2 separate regions of the Capsicum annuum genome follow, and region 1 is linked to region 2. The links are chromatin contacts, called in public Hi-C maps. All regions are on one chromosome and are shown on one strand. The core of a region is the stretch at or near the end of the contact, and the rest is flanking DNA. Distances in the headings are between cores, read along the strand shown. Region 1 overlaps LOC107867686 (PH, RCC1 and FYVE domains-containing protein 1-like). Region 2 overlaps LOC124897557 (a long non-coding RNA gene).

Region 1 (6,057 bases), core at 615-3,114, 120 kb after region 2:
AGAATCATCAACCTTTTTCTTACTTGACGATTTTGGAGCTTTCTCGTTTGAACTTGAACCGAAAACTTCCCTCAATTTCTTCATTGTTACTGAGTCGTTTCGGTGCTTCGAACGGTTCTCTGCGAAATTGGGTTCTTCATAATCAAAAGAACCAAGAACGAAATCATCAACGGAAATAGTTTGTTCTTGAGGATCTAACTGCCTAAGTCCTAAACTAAAGCTAGGATCAAATTCCATTACAAAATTTATACTTTACGGTATAACCAATTTCAAAAAAAAAAAAAGCAAATAAAGCAAAGATCTGACTTTGCAAATTATGAAAAAATACAAAAAAAAAAATCAACTTTCACAATGGTATTGACTAACAAAAGCGGATACTTTGATAAGTACCGACATGCAACAAAGAATAATTCGAATTCAAATTTGATTTGGTAAAGTTGAAAAAAAACTTAAAATTAAATGAAGAGGGTGAACTTTGTTTAGTTAATGGTTGATAACTGAAAAAATTTGAAACTCTCTTGATCACGTAAGCTTGATTCAAGGCGTAAATAAAGGAGTTGAGATAAGGAGCAAAAAACGAAAAACAATAATGAAGCAAAATACGGTATTTCTAAATTTAGGCGTGAAATATGGAGTTCAATAATGGAGAAAATATCGAACACAATATAGAGCAAAAGACCACGTATTTGGGATGTATAAGGGCAAAAGAGCAAAAGAACACAATTTAAGTAATTACTTTGAGATTTTTGTAAAAAAAAATTCCCAATATAAGATTTTATTTAATAAAGTAAAATTACCTTGTGTATATATGTAATTTTTGGTAAAAAATTTCCTAAAGCCATATCTCCTAAAGAATATTTTGACTGCTCTTTTTCTGTTCTTTTACTGAAGGGCTGATCTTTTCTCTTTGTTTATCTAATTTTCAATTAATTATAATTTAGACCACGAAGCCAAGAAAATAAGGAATTAAGGCCGAAAGTGATAAATTTATCTCACTTCCTTTAAAAATTCAGAAATAGCATACTTATCCCCTTAATTATGAGTTTCATAGCAACAGTTTCATAATTACATAATATAGCAAGTTGTATTTTGTATTTTTACAAACTGTTGCTACAAAAATACAAATACATATGATTTTTACTGCTCTTATGATCTATATGTATTTTGTATTTTTGCAAACTGCTGCTACAAAAATACAAATACATATGCTACAAAATGTAATTTGATTAAAGTATTGCTATTTTTTATAATTTAATACTCATGCTAATTTATGTATTTTTTTCCTTTTAAGAACATAAATGAGTAAACTTTAAATGCCTAAATCCACTGGCTGCAGCACATCAAAATTTCGACCACGTTCGTAGCTCCAAACTCATGTTGAAGCTTAAAAAAAAAATTAACTTGCTAATCATCAAACGTTAAATACGAGACAATTTGCTAAGAAAGAATGTCGCTAGCCAAAAACTATAAACGGGGATGATTTGTCAAGAAACCAATGATACTTCTCAACGAGAAATTTCCTCTCTTATGTTTCCACAACTCATTCGAAAAGATGAAGGAAATCATCATGCCAAAATTCATTTTCATCAGCTGGCTCTTTAGCTTTGTATATTATTAGGATTTCTTCATTTCTTCATCTTTAGCCCGACTACATAGCGACGAACAACCTATCCGTTACACCACATCATTTGGCTATGCTACTAGAATCAGTTTAGGCTTAAGTGAGAAACAGAAACAAAAATAAAGGGACAAGAATGCGGGTCCTGTTGGGCAACAAATATAATTGATTGATACTATTATATACACTACAATACAGCAACAAATAAGTTAAATGGTGAACCCCCTAAGAAATAAGACTGAACCAAAAAGTAACATAAAAAGTGGCTGAGGAATTTGTGGAATAGGGTGAGAACGGAAGTGAAGGGTCTGGCTCTCTCCCCCCCACCCCCAATAATTTGACTAGCATACCGCACAAGTATTAAAAACGTAGAGAAAAACAGCTAAAACAGTCCTATTAATGAAATTCTAAATCTGGGAAGATGGAGAGAGGGCCCCTTCAGACCTCCGAGCAGCATGGCCTGTAACTGACGACTTGTCAGAACCACGAACATTATATCTCTCGTAAACTTTTTCACGGTTCTCCGACCACCAAGTCTCAGCTTGGTGCTCCCCGAATCTTCTGCGACTGCGGATTGAATTACAACAGAACCAACTATTATGTCAGAATCATTGGAAGCAATGTTATCTAAAGCACAAAACAGATTAATCAAAAATAGGTAACACTAGCCAATTTACCAAGATAAAAAATTTGAATATTATAAAGGTGGATTGATTATTCTCCACTGGTGTTGTTCCTGATATAGAAGATTTTGTTGTGTATGGACCATGATACTGTGGTAGATCATTAGTAAGTTGAGAAAAATCACTCGAGCCAAGTGATCAAGACAATTACCTGAAGCGAACTCGTTTGAGATCTCTAGTGCCATCTCGAAGAGCCATTAGGGTAATATACACTCCAGGCTCGTATTGTTCAATCCATTCAGCCTCAATTTGATTAGGGTTACCAGAAGGCAGAGAATTTCTTGATTTCAATCCGTTTCCATTGTCTTGTAAAGATTCAGCGTCTTCATTATCGATGGCTTGAGACGCACTATTCATGCTCACCTGTGCCCCGCTACCATTAGGCAGTCTAACTTCAGCTCGATCATCTGTACAATTGGAGGTCAGAATTTGATTGTTTGCACTAGCTTCAATGCTACTGGAATCCCTTTGGTATCTGCTGGGGCTTTGCATTCCATATGTATTAAAGTCCATGCTGGTTTGAGAGGCCATGTAAGAGCTAGTGACAGAATCAGATCTCGAATGGCGTTCCCCATTAGCATCAGGATAGTGAATGCCATTTGCATCCAACCCATTCGGTAGGTAAGCTAGTTTCAGGCTCTCCATGTCATAAGCCCCAGGTGGCAACCTTTCAGCCATGTCTTTGAGCTGTAAAAAAGAGCAAATTATAGGGCAACACACCTTCATATTCAGCAAAACAACAAGGTCCAAAAAGATATTTCTAGTCAGTAAGCAATAGACCACCTAAATAAATTTGACCAACATTGTATTTCAATTTGACAAAGCTTTGCAAACAATAATATATACCCACACATATATAGAGAGAGAGGGAGAGTATGTCTGTTGTGAATGTGTTCGTGTGTATGAGCATACCTGTGCCATCAGAGACTTCATAGCTTCTTTTGCAGCTTTGCTTTTGGCAGATTCCTCGGCTGCCAAAGCCATTGCTTCCTGGGCTTTTTTTGTTGATTTCTGCAGCTCCAACTCCTGAAGCTCACAACGATGTCTCAGGTTCTCGACCTAAGTCAACATAAATCACATCAGTTACAAGGAACTAGGAAATAGTATATAACTTGAGCAAAATGTAAAGCACAAATGGGAAAACTTTAATACCTGAGCCCGCAATTTATGAACTTCCTGATTTAAAAGCTCATTGGTTTTCTTCAAACTGTCAGCAATGCTTTTGGAGAATGAAAGTCCTGCTGTGGTAGGCACTGGTGTTGCTGAGCGTGGTGGGCTTGGCTTCCTAGAGAAAGGTGATACAGATCTGGAACTAACACCCGATTGGATCACAACGGGTTTTGGTACTGCCCAGCGCAGATCACCAGTGGTCGACAAAACTACATCTTTCAGCTGTAACAAAGGAGCTTGCGAGGAACGACCCAAGGAAAATGTCTCAGCTTTTTTTCCTTGTTTGACTGCTTTACTATCTAGCTGCTTGATCAAATCAAGATTGGGTGGCATTCCTGATTTCGCTGATCGTATATCAGCCTTGTCCAGCCTGTCCTTGTTCTCACCAGAAAGCCGAGGTCCGGCACTTCTCCTGTTATTGATTCCAATCTCAGCAACCTTACTCAGTTTTGTGAAACAAGAATCACAGACACGATACGGTTTGTTTGGATTTGGGGCCAATGCTGCCCTTATTGCTTTTCTTGAAGTACATGAATGGCAATGCACAAGGCCGCAGTTGTAGCAATTGTGTCTTTTCCTTGTGAAGCCAAAAGCCTGTCTACAGGCTGAACATTGGGACTGTTCAGCACCAGAAACCCATTTGTGAAGACATATCGCAGCAGTGTAATTAGAACCACAAGCAATATATTTCACATGTCTGTCCTTCAAAGCTTCAACTAAAGTGGGGGCTTTCCGGTCCTCTACATCCCCATGACCTAATCTCCCATTGGCTCCCTTACCCCATGTATAAACCTCATTTTTGGATGTCAAAACAGCCACATGGTATGAACCAGAAGCAATATCTTCAACGATTTCCCCCGAAAGTTTGTCTTCTACCAGGCAAGGCAACTTGCCATCAGAATAAGGATTTCCAAGTTGTCCATAGACAGTACTTCCCATTGTAAAAACATGACCAGATGTGGTCAAGCAGACAGTTAAACTATGCCCACAAGAAATTTTGTGAAAATTGTAATCAATAAGTGCAGGTACACAAGTAGGTTCCAATCGAGGTTCTTTATCACCATGTCCAAGACGATTTTTATCTCCATCTCCCCAAGTAAATAATTTTCCAGATGAAACACTAGCACTAGATTGTGTCACAATAACTTCAACTACAGCAGCAGTATGCCATACCCCACATGCAGCAGCAATCGTCCTCAGACCTGACAGAGACTTCACCTCCCTGGGGAACAATACATTTTCCCTATCACCATGGCCTAAAACACCAAATGTTCCATCCCCAAATGTGAAGAGCTGCCCATTTGATGTTATTAAAGCAGTATGCCATGGACCACATGTTACTGATGCAACTTGAAGTCCTTCCAGAGGGCCTGATATTCTCTTTGGTATCCAGTGGCTGACGTCAGTGCCATTACCTAGAAGCCCAGCATTGTGTGTGCCATCCCCCCAAGTATATAATTCACCAGCCATTGTAACAGCACAGGTGTGAAACTCACCACATGCAACAAAGTCGATGCTGCAGAAGGACAGTGATTCAACAAACCGAGGTTGAGTGACATCTTTCCCAACACCATGGCCAAGCCGGCCACCAGATTCTTCACCCCATGTAAATATTTCACCTTGCCTGGTGACAAGGGCAGCATGCTTGACCCCACAAGCTATATGATGAACATCCAAAACTACACTAGATTCCAGTGGTCTTGGAACAAGCACGTCTGCCCTTGTGCTCATCGTACTGGAATTTTTTTCAGGTCCAACCTTGACAATATTATCACATATTACCTCACCCCAAATATAAACATCACCCAAAGCATCACAATCATCTGGTGCAGAACCATGACTAGAAGTACTGGGGGCACTGGAGACACTAACTCGGAACACGTCTGAAGCTGATCCTTTGGCTTGAATGTTCTGCATATTTGCTTGATCCAAAGCTACATGTGACCTTTCAGACTGCACAAAGTTACAAGGCTGATAGCTCTTAGGCGAAGTATTAGGGTTGGAACTTAAGGAAGCGTCTGGAGAGCTAATTTCTTTTGTAGCACTAACAGAACTAGAACTTGGACTATTTGATGTCAAATCTCGACTATCCTGCAAAAATTGTTCAGTTAGAGGAGTGACATTAGAAATTTGATATTACTTGCATGTCTACTGCATCCCAAAACGAAGTACTAAAACAAAAAACAATTTTAAGATTAAAAGAGACTGAAATCTTTTCTCTTTTTTTTTCTGTAGTGAAGGGAGGGGGCAGAGAATGTGAGGACCAATCTCTGATGAGATCAAATCAATTCAAGCCATGAATTAATGCAAATCCAAATGAAACACATTCCTCGTCAGAATTACAAATATCAAATTCAGACTATCCAAACAAATATTATCTTTCACCTTTCCCCTGAAAATACAATCCATCTGTCAAGTGTCACTTCATAGATATTATTATAATTTTATTCCGACACATACCATGCCGAAGACATCATCACAAGCTAGCATAAACATCAAACCACAGAAATAGATAAATATAACCAGTCACCAGTCAGTCTGCAAGATAAACCAAAATGGGGACTAGAGAATGGCATTCATCACTAC
Region 2 (6,577 bases), core at 3,607-6,106:
GTTCAATAATATTTGTTCAATTTGACAAATTAATGGATAAGTTATTCATTTGTGTTCTATTTTACGCTTACTATTAAACACTATTCAATTATTCAATGTTTTTCTCAAAATATTAAATTTATTATACTCAAAGTGTAATAAAGTAAAATTATCTTCATTATTTATCGTTTCTTAAAATATGTGTTAAGTCAATAATGAACAAGTATTATTGAACGAAAGAAGTAATAGAAATAAAGATAGGGAGCGAACGTTCTCTTTCCCATTCTTTTTTTTCTTTGGACCTAGGTGTAAAGCGGATTATACGCATTGCAATGAGTTTGGATCATGGCAAATATGATATTAGAATATGACTACATCGCCACGATGTTGGATCAAACTTATGTGAGGACGCTGAGTCCGTAACAGATTATATGTGATGCCCCGACGAAGGGCATATGATGAAAGTGGGTCTAGCAGAATTAATTGCAGACTGTTAAGCTTCTGAATATGAGGTGCACATGATACTTTAGGTGAATACCATGTAAGAATGGTGAGGAAAGTTAAAAAAAATGAAAAGGCATAACTCAAGATGACATACGCATTTTGGAGCTCAATATGATATATATATAACCCAAAAGGTAAAATACGTGTGAACCTAAACTCAAAATAGTTAAATATATAATACATATCATGAGCTTGAAACGTGATTGAAAGTCTGTTAACAATACCTTGCTTTTCTATAGTATAATGTTCTTTGTGGAGTCCGCATAGATAGTTAATGAGCTAAAGCTAAGTTGCTCGAACACTTTATAATTATTGTCGTATGTGTGTTGGATTCTTCAAAAATATATTACTTTTGAAGGATTTCGATATGCATTGATGATATTTTTGAAAAGTTCTAGCAATATAAAGCTAACGTATTCGCAATATATATTGACCACGCGATATATGTATCATACTAGAGGATGATCCATAACCATAAGAAGAAACCTGCAAGCATTCAACAAATAAAATGCATTTTATGTGTTTCTAACAACAAATAAAATGCATTTTGTTAATTTACTCCCTCAGGTTTTAAAATAGTTGCCTCTCTTGCCAAAAATATTCATTCAAGATTATCCCTACTATTAAATAACTATATAAAGTATATATATTTACATTTATACTTTTAAAGCATAACTAATAAAGCTAATTTGGTAAACTAAGTACCTAATGAATATTTTTTTAAAAAAAATGTCAAGTCAATAAAGATCAACTAGTTCAAAACGAAGGAAGTATGTGTTTTCTAGCACCTATGTGAAAAATGGATAGAAATTGTTAGTGAACACTGCTGGCCCATTTTGTGATACCAAATGGTGCTAGTCCAAGAAAACATGTGTTCCTGCCCTCCTTCATTTAATGCTTCTTCTTCTTTCAACAATAACTCTTTTTCATTCAATGCTCTCATTTCCCTCTTTTCTTCCATTCTTTGGTCATTTCTTCATTAAATGGGGATCACTATTACACTGCATCTAAAATAGACCCCGGGGTGGGGTGGGGGTAGAGGAAGGGAGGATGGCGGTGTTCTTTTTTAAATTCTTTCAATTTTTTGAAATGCAACGATGAAGAATTTGGATGTACATATTTGTCACACTATTAAAAATAGAGGTTTTCTCACTTTGAATTAATGAAAATTTGTGTTATAAAAGCTTGATTTTCTCACTCATTTTTTACCGAATCAACTCACTGAGAAAACACGAGGTGAGAAATAGATTTTTACCGAATCAACTCACTGAGAAAACACGAGGTGAGAAATAGATTTTTACTGCAATATTGGGAGTCTTCCTAATTTTATGTGTGAAAATACACACTATTTTATCTTTTCTCACTGATTCAATTAAAATATCTATAAGAATAGCCATTAAACACTTTTCAATGTTCTTGGTTAATCTTTAGAGATCAAAATTTTGTAGAAGAATTCAATTTCTGTTCAAGGTCTTTGAGGTAAATCTAGCTTGGAGGCTACTCTATGCTAAACCCTAAATTAAATCTATATAAAGGGGTGAATATTCCCTTAAAAAAGCATCTCTAATATCCCACAAAATCATGAGATATTCACAAAGAGATCATCATATGTTTGAGAAATACACGCCTTCGAAATATCCACATATTGTATATCAAATGAAATTCCCATTTCTTCATATTTTGTTTGTGGTCGTTTAATTTTTCATAAACAAAATTTTATCGTAAACAAATTGACACACTCAGTAGGATCAAATTTGTCCCTCATCTCTTCTCTCATAAATCATATATTCAAATTTGTAGCCGCAATATCGTAAAAATAAAAACTCTCTGGGTATTTCAAGACTCGTCTTTGAGTTTCATCAAGTCTACACTCCAAAAAGACTTGAAGTAGGGGGCATTTGTAGACAGAGAAATTTTATGAATGCAACAAGAAGAATTCAAATTCTGATAGAGTTGTTTGAAGCTACTTTATATATATCCTAAAGCTAACTTAGAGGGTTTTTTTATATATAAACCAACCACACAGGTATTCCTGTAGCGGTGGGGGGTTAGGCGTAGACCCCTACCTAGTTTATTCAATATCAAATATTGTACAACAAAGAGGAGTGATACAAGAATAATCATAGATATGGACTTATGAGCATGGGACTTGGATCAGAGACTTGGTGTGTGCAATTGAAGTGTAAATGAGGCCCAAAACACATCAAAATCAGTCCACTCCTAACACTTGATGGGCGCCCCTTAGTGGAGGGGACTTTTGGTCTTTTTAGTTTCTATTATGTAATACACTATATAATGAATAATGTAGGATTTCATTACTTAGTTTTTGGATATTATTGTAAGTAATAAGACACAAGAAACATCAAGTCCTCTCTCTAAAGAGGTTTGGCCGAAACTAGGACAAAATCTAGTGTGGAATCACTAGAAATTGTATTTTTCTTGGAAACGTAGATGTTAGAGGGGTGGAATCTAATCTTGTGTCACGTAAGAGATATGTGAATCATTGAATGTGGTGTTAAGGGTCCAAGAGTGGAATAGGCTCCTTGGGTTATTAAGATTATACCTTTGTGTAGTCTATCTATTTATCCTTTATTTTCATTGTAATCTTGTAGTTTGTGTTCTTGTTATTCAAACTGTGTCTTTTATTGTTGTTATCATATTGTTCTTGTTTCTTCATCTTATTATTGTAACTTAGTTTGATTGGCTGATTTGGTGTCCAAACACCTTGTTATTCTTGTCATATTATTGTTCTTGTTGTTTGTTGTTAAAGCCGAGACTTGGTCTCAAGTGTGCCCTCGATTTTTCCTTCATTTATAGACTATTTTGAGACTGTTTCTTGTATTTTCAAGTTTGTATTGTATCAAGGAGGGTGGAGTGCCTTGCCTTCATTTGTAGCAACCACAAAATATTTCTAGAGTCTGATAGGAAATAAAGACACTATTTCTAGGATCTAAACTACCTAGCCTTTTACAAAAGTGGTGACTCTTAGGGTCTGAAAAAAGATCTTGCTAAAGAAAGCTTAATAATTTTATTCTACGTGCAGCAGAGTTTTCAACATTTTGATCCAAGCATGTAACCTATTCAAGGTGGGTCAAAGTGCCAACTTAAGTGTTTGGTGACCTTTATTCTGAAATATGGCATGTTTAGTTTATCCATTACACAAGCCCCTTTTACTTTCTTTGGTAGTTGATCTTCATTGTTAAAAACAACTTCTTGATTAAGGAAAGTAGCATATTTTGCTAGTGCATCAGCTACTGAGTCTCCTTCCCTATAGCAATGTGAAACATGTATACCTCTTTCTTGGACTCTTTATTGAATTTCTTCTATTATGGAGATCGGATTCTAAAGAATGTTGCATGTTCCTTTTATCATATGGACTATAATCATAGAGTCTAGTTCCATTCTAAAATTATCATATCCTTGATCATAACACCAAGAGACCCCGAAGAGGGCTGCACTTACCACACTAAAATTGTTAGTTAAGAAATGAATAGGATTAGCGAATACCATTACTATATTCCCATTTTCTCTCCTAATAATTCCTCCGTCTCCAGCTCTCCCTGTGCTAATCATGTAGTTTCCATCATTGTTTAAAATTAGATCCTCATCATGTTTATTCCATTTGACTATACAACTGGTCAACCTTGGCCTGTAATCCATGGCGATATTGCATACTCTTTTCCATCCCCATTGATTATTTATTTTACCAAATGTTTTGGCAATGGCGATCTTGGTTTGAAATAAAATCTTATTGTAAACCCATGCCCTAGAAATGGTTTTATTGTTGAATTTTTTTTAGCACCTTGATTTCCACAATACCCAACACACGATATTTGGCATAACGATTATTATCAAATTGTGAACAACATTGTTGGTATTAGCTTTCCATCAGTTGTCTAGAATTTGAATAATATTGTGACTATTGAAGTCAATATCAAGTGGTCTTGAAACCCATTGTCAGGATCTTCTTGCCATTTCTCCATCTGTAAATAAGTGGTTATAGGATTCCTTGATAGGAGCCCTGCAACAAACCCAATCCATATTAGAAGTAGTACCAAATTTTCTTAAAGAATTTTCAAGTGGGAGCTTCTTCTCAAGAAGCCTCCACATTAGCAAAGAAATTTTAAAAGGAATTGTTTTATTCCAAACTAGATCTCGTTGAGGAAAAAAAGGTCTCTTTTGTCTAAGGGCTTGATATGCTGATGCACATGAGAAATTTTCGTTGGATTCAAGCTTCCAAATAGGCATGTCCCTATGACCTTCTTCAATCTTGGTGACAATTCTCATCAACTATCTGTCTAGGGACGGTCATTTCAAGAGCTTCCTTATTCCAAGTGTTGTGCTGGTAAAACTGTTTGACCAAAATATTGCTAGGTTTGTGAGTTTGAACAAGCAATTAGTGAAAAGGATCATTGCTCAACCATTGATCCCACCAGAAGAGTACTTTACCCTCTCTAAGCTTCCAGAAAGTATTATGTTCAATCATCTCTCTAATATCCAACAAATCTCTCCAGTTGGCCGAATCTTTAGAATTTTTAATTTTTGAGATGGAATTAGATCTAGGAGAATATTTAGCATTAAGAAAATTTGTTAGGATAGACGAATCACTTCTGAATCTCCACCATCTTTTGGCATAAAAAATCCTGCTTATGTCCTGAATTTTCTTAAAACTAAGACCTTCTTCATTATATGGATAACACATGTTATCCCATGAACTCTAGTGATAATTATTCTTTCCTTCTTTGGTTCCCCAGAAGAAATTGGTTAGATGCATTTCTATTTGATCAGTACTGGTCTTTAGAGGGACTAAAGTGGCTATATTATAGAGGATTTGGGATTGAAAAATGTGCTTAGTAATAATGGGCCTCCCTCCTGCTGATAACATGTTGCCTTGCCATCCTGCAACTTTATTTAGAACTTTGGTTGCCATATCTGCAAAATAACCAACCAATTTCTTTCCAACGTACAAAGGGCATCCCAAATAAGTGAAAGCAAAGTCAGCGTCTCTGAAACTAGTCCACCTTCTCAGCCTTCTTTTAGATCTCCTATAAAAACATCCATAGGTATAGAATGTAGTTTTTTCCTTGTTGATTTGTTATCCAGAAGAAAGTTGATAGCTATTTAGTCCCCTCATAATCATTTTGACTGATTGCTTATCCCTGGAGGTAAATAAAATTAGATCATCCGCATAGCACAAATGATTAATTTGAGGGCCCTTCTGGCTCACAGCATAACCTTTGTAGCCTGGAGAGTTATGGAGCTCAGTAAGATTTTTTAAAAGCACCTATGTGGCAATAATAAAAAGATCAGGGGATAGTAGATCTCCTTGCTTAACACCTCTTGATGAATCAAAGAAACCATATCTGGTATCATTTATAATAATGGAGTACCATTTATTGGAGATAATCCTATAAATAAGGCCAGTTACTTTATCTGAGAATCTAATTTTTTTTCATAGTATTGATGAGAAAAGTCCAGGACAACAGGTCATAAGCTTTTGACATATCAAGCTTGATAATAAGGTTTCCTGAACCATCATGGTGCTTGATATTGTGAACCAGTTCTTGTGCCAGAGAGACATACCAGTTCTTGTGCCAGAGAGACATTCTTTGTGATGAGTCTACCTTTAACAAACCTGGTCTACTTCTTATGAACCACTTTCTGCTTCCAAGTCTCATCCACCAGCTCCTTGTAACCCGATTGTTGTGCCCAAAAGTTGAGAAATTTGAAGTAATTAGTAATCACTTGATTGTTGTTGTAATTCATCATAAGTAAAACATTATGGTCAGAACGAGTTTTGGGCTTATGATCCACTCTGGTAGTTTGAAATTGGTACAACCATTATTCATTCGTAAGAACTCTATCTAGACTTTTACAAATTCTTTTCTTTTTCCTCCTCCCATTGCACTATATAAATCCATTACCTGTATACCCTGCATCATGAAGATCACACCTCTCAATACGATTAATAAAGTTAAGACTCTTGCTCAACTTGTGTTGCTTCCCCTCTTTCTTTTCCACAAGAGACAGAATAGAGTTAAAATCTCCAAAAACTACCTATGGACCATGGATACTATTACTCATGACTGCAAGA

What was found. Hi-C and Micro-C count contacts between places; a contact is called where the count stands out from the background.
Region 1: a Hi-C map of bud shows a contact between it and region 2, with 4 times the contacts expected there. The contact joins two enhancer-like sites. A contact is called at or near these places in 3 of 5 Hi-C or Micro-C datasets (bud, leaf and placenta).

What each region holds. Positions count from the first base shown.
Region 1 is chr4:178,552,762-178,558,818 of UCD10Xv1.1, forward strand. LOC107867686 (PH, RCC1 and FYVE domains-containing protein 1-like) reads right to left here. Exons shown (of 9, transcript XM_016714037.2): 6 at 3,454-5,562; 7 at 3,214-3,360; 8 at 2,453-2,988; 9 at 1,767-2,185. The coding sequence ends at 2,026. Among protein-coding and RNA genes, the nearest start is that of LOC107867686, 8.5 kb to the right of the region's middle. Within about 2 kb of position 1,865, at least 4 of the 5 cell types and tissues checked have an H3K27ac peak or open chromatin away from gene starts, as enhancers often do. A contact at or near this core is called in bud and leaf, where this site is marked.
Region 2 is chr4:178,428,780-178,435,356 of UCD10Xv1.1, forward strand. LOC124897557 (a long non-coding RNA gene) reads right to left here. Exons shown (of 2, transcript XR_007054297.1): 2 at 4,316-4,504. Among protein-coding and RNA genes, the nearest start is that of LOC124897557, 5.6 kb to the right of the region's middle. Within about 2 kb of position 4,857, at least 4 of the 5 cell types and tissues checked have an H3K27ac peak or open chromatin away from gene starts, as enhancers often do. A contact at or near this core is called in bud and leaf, where this site is marked.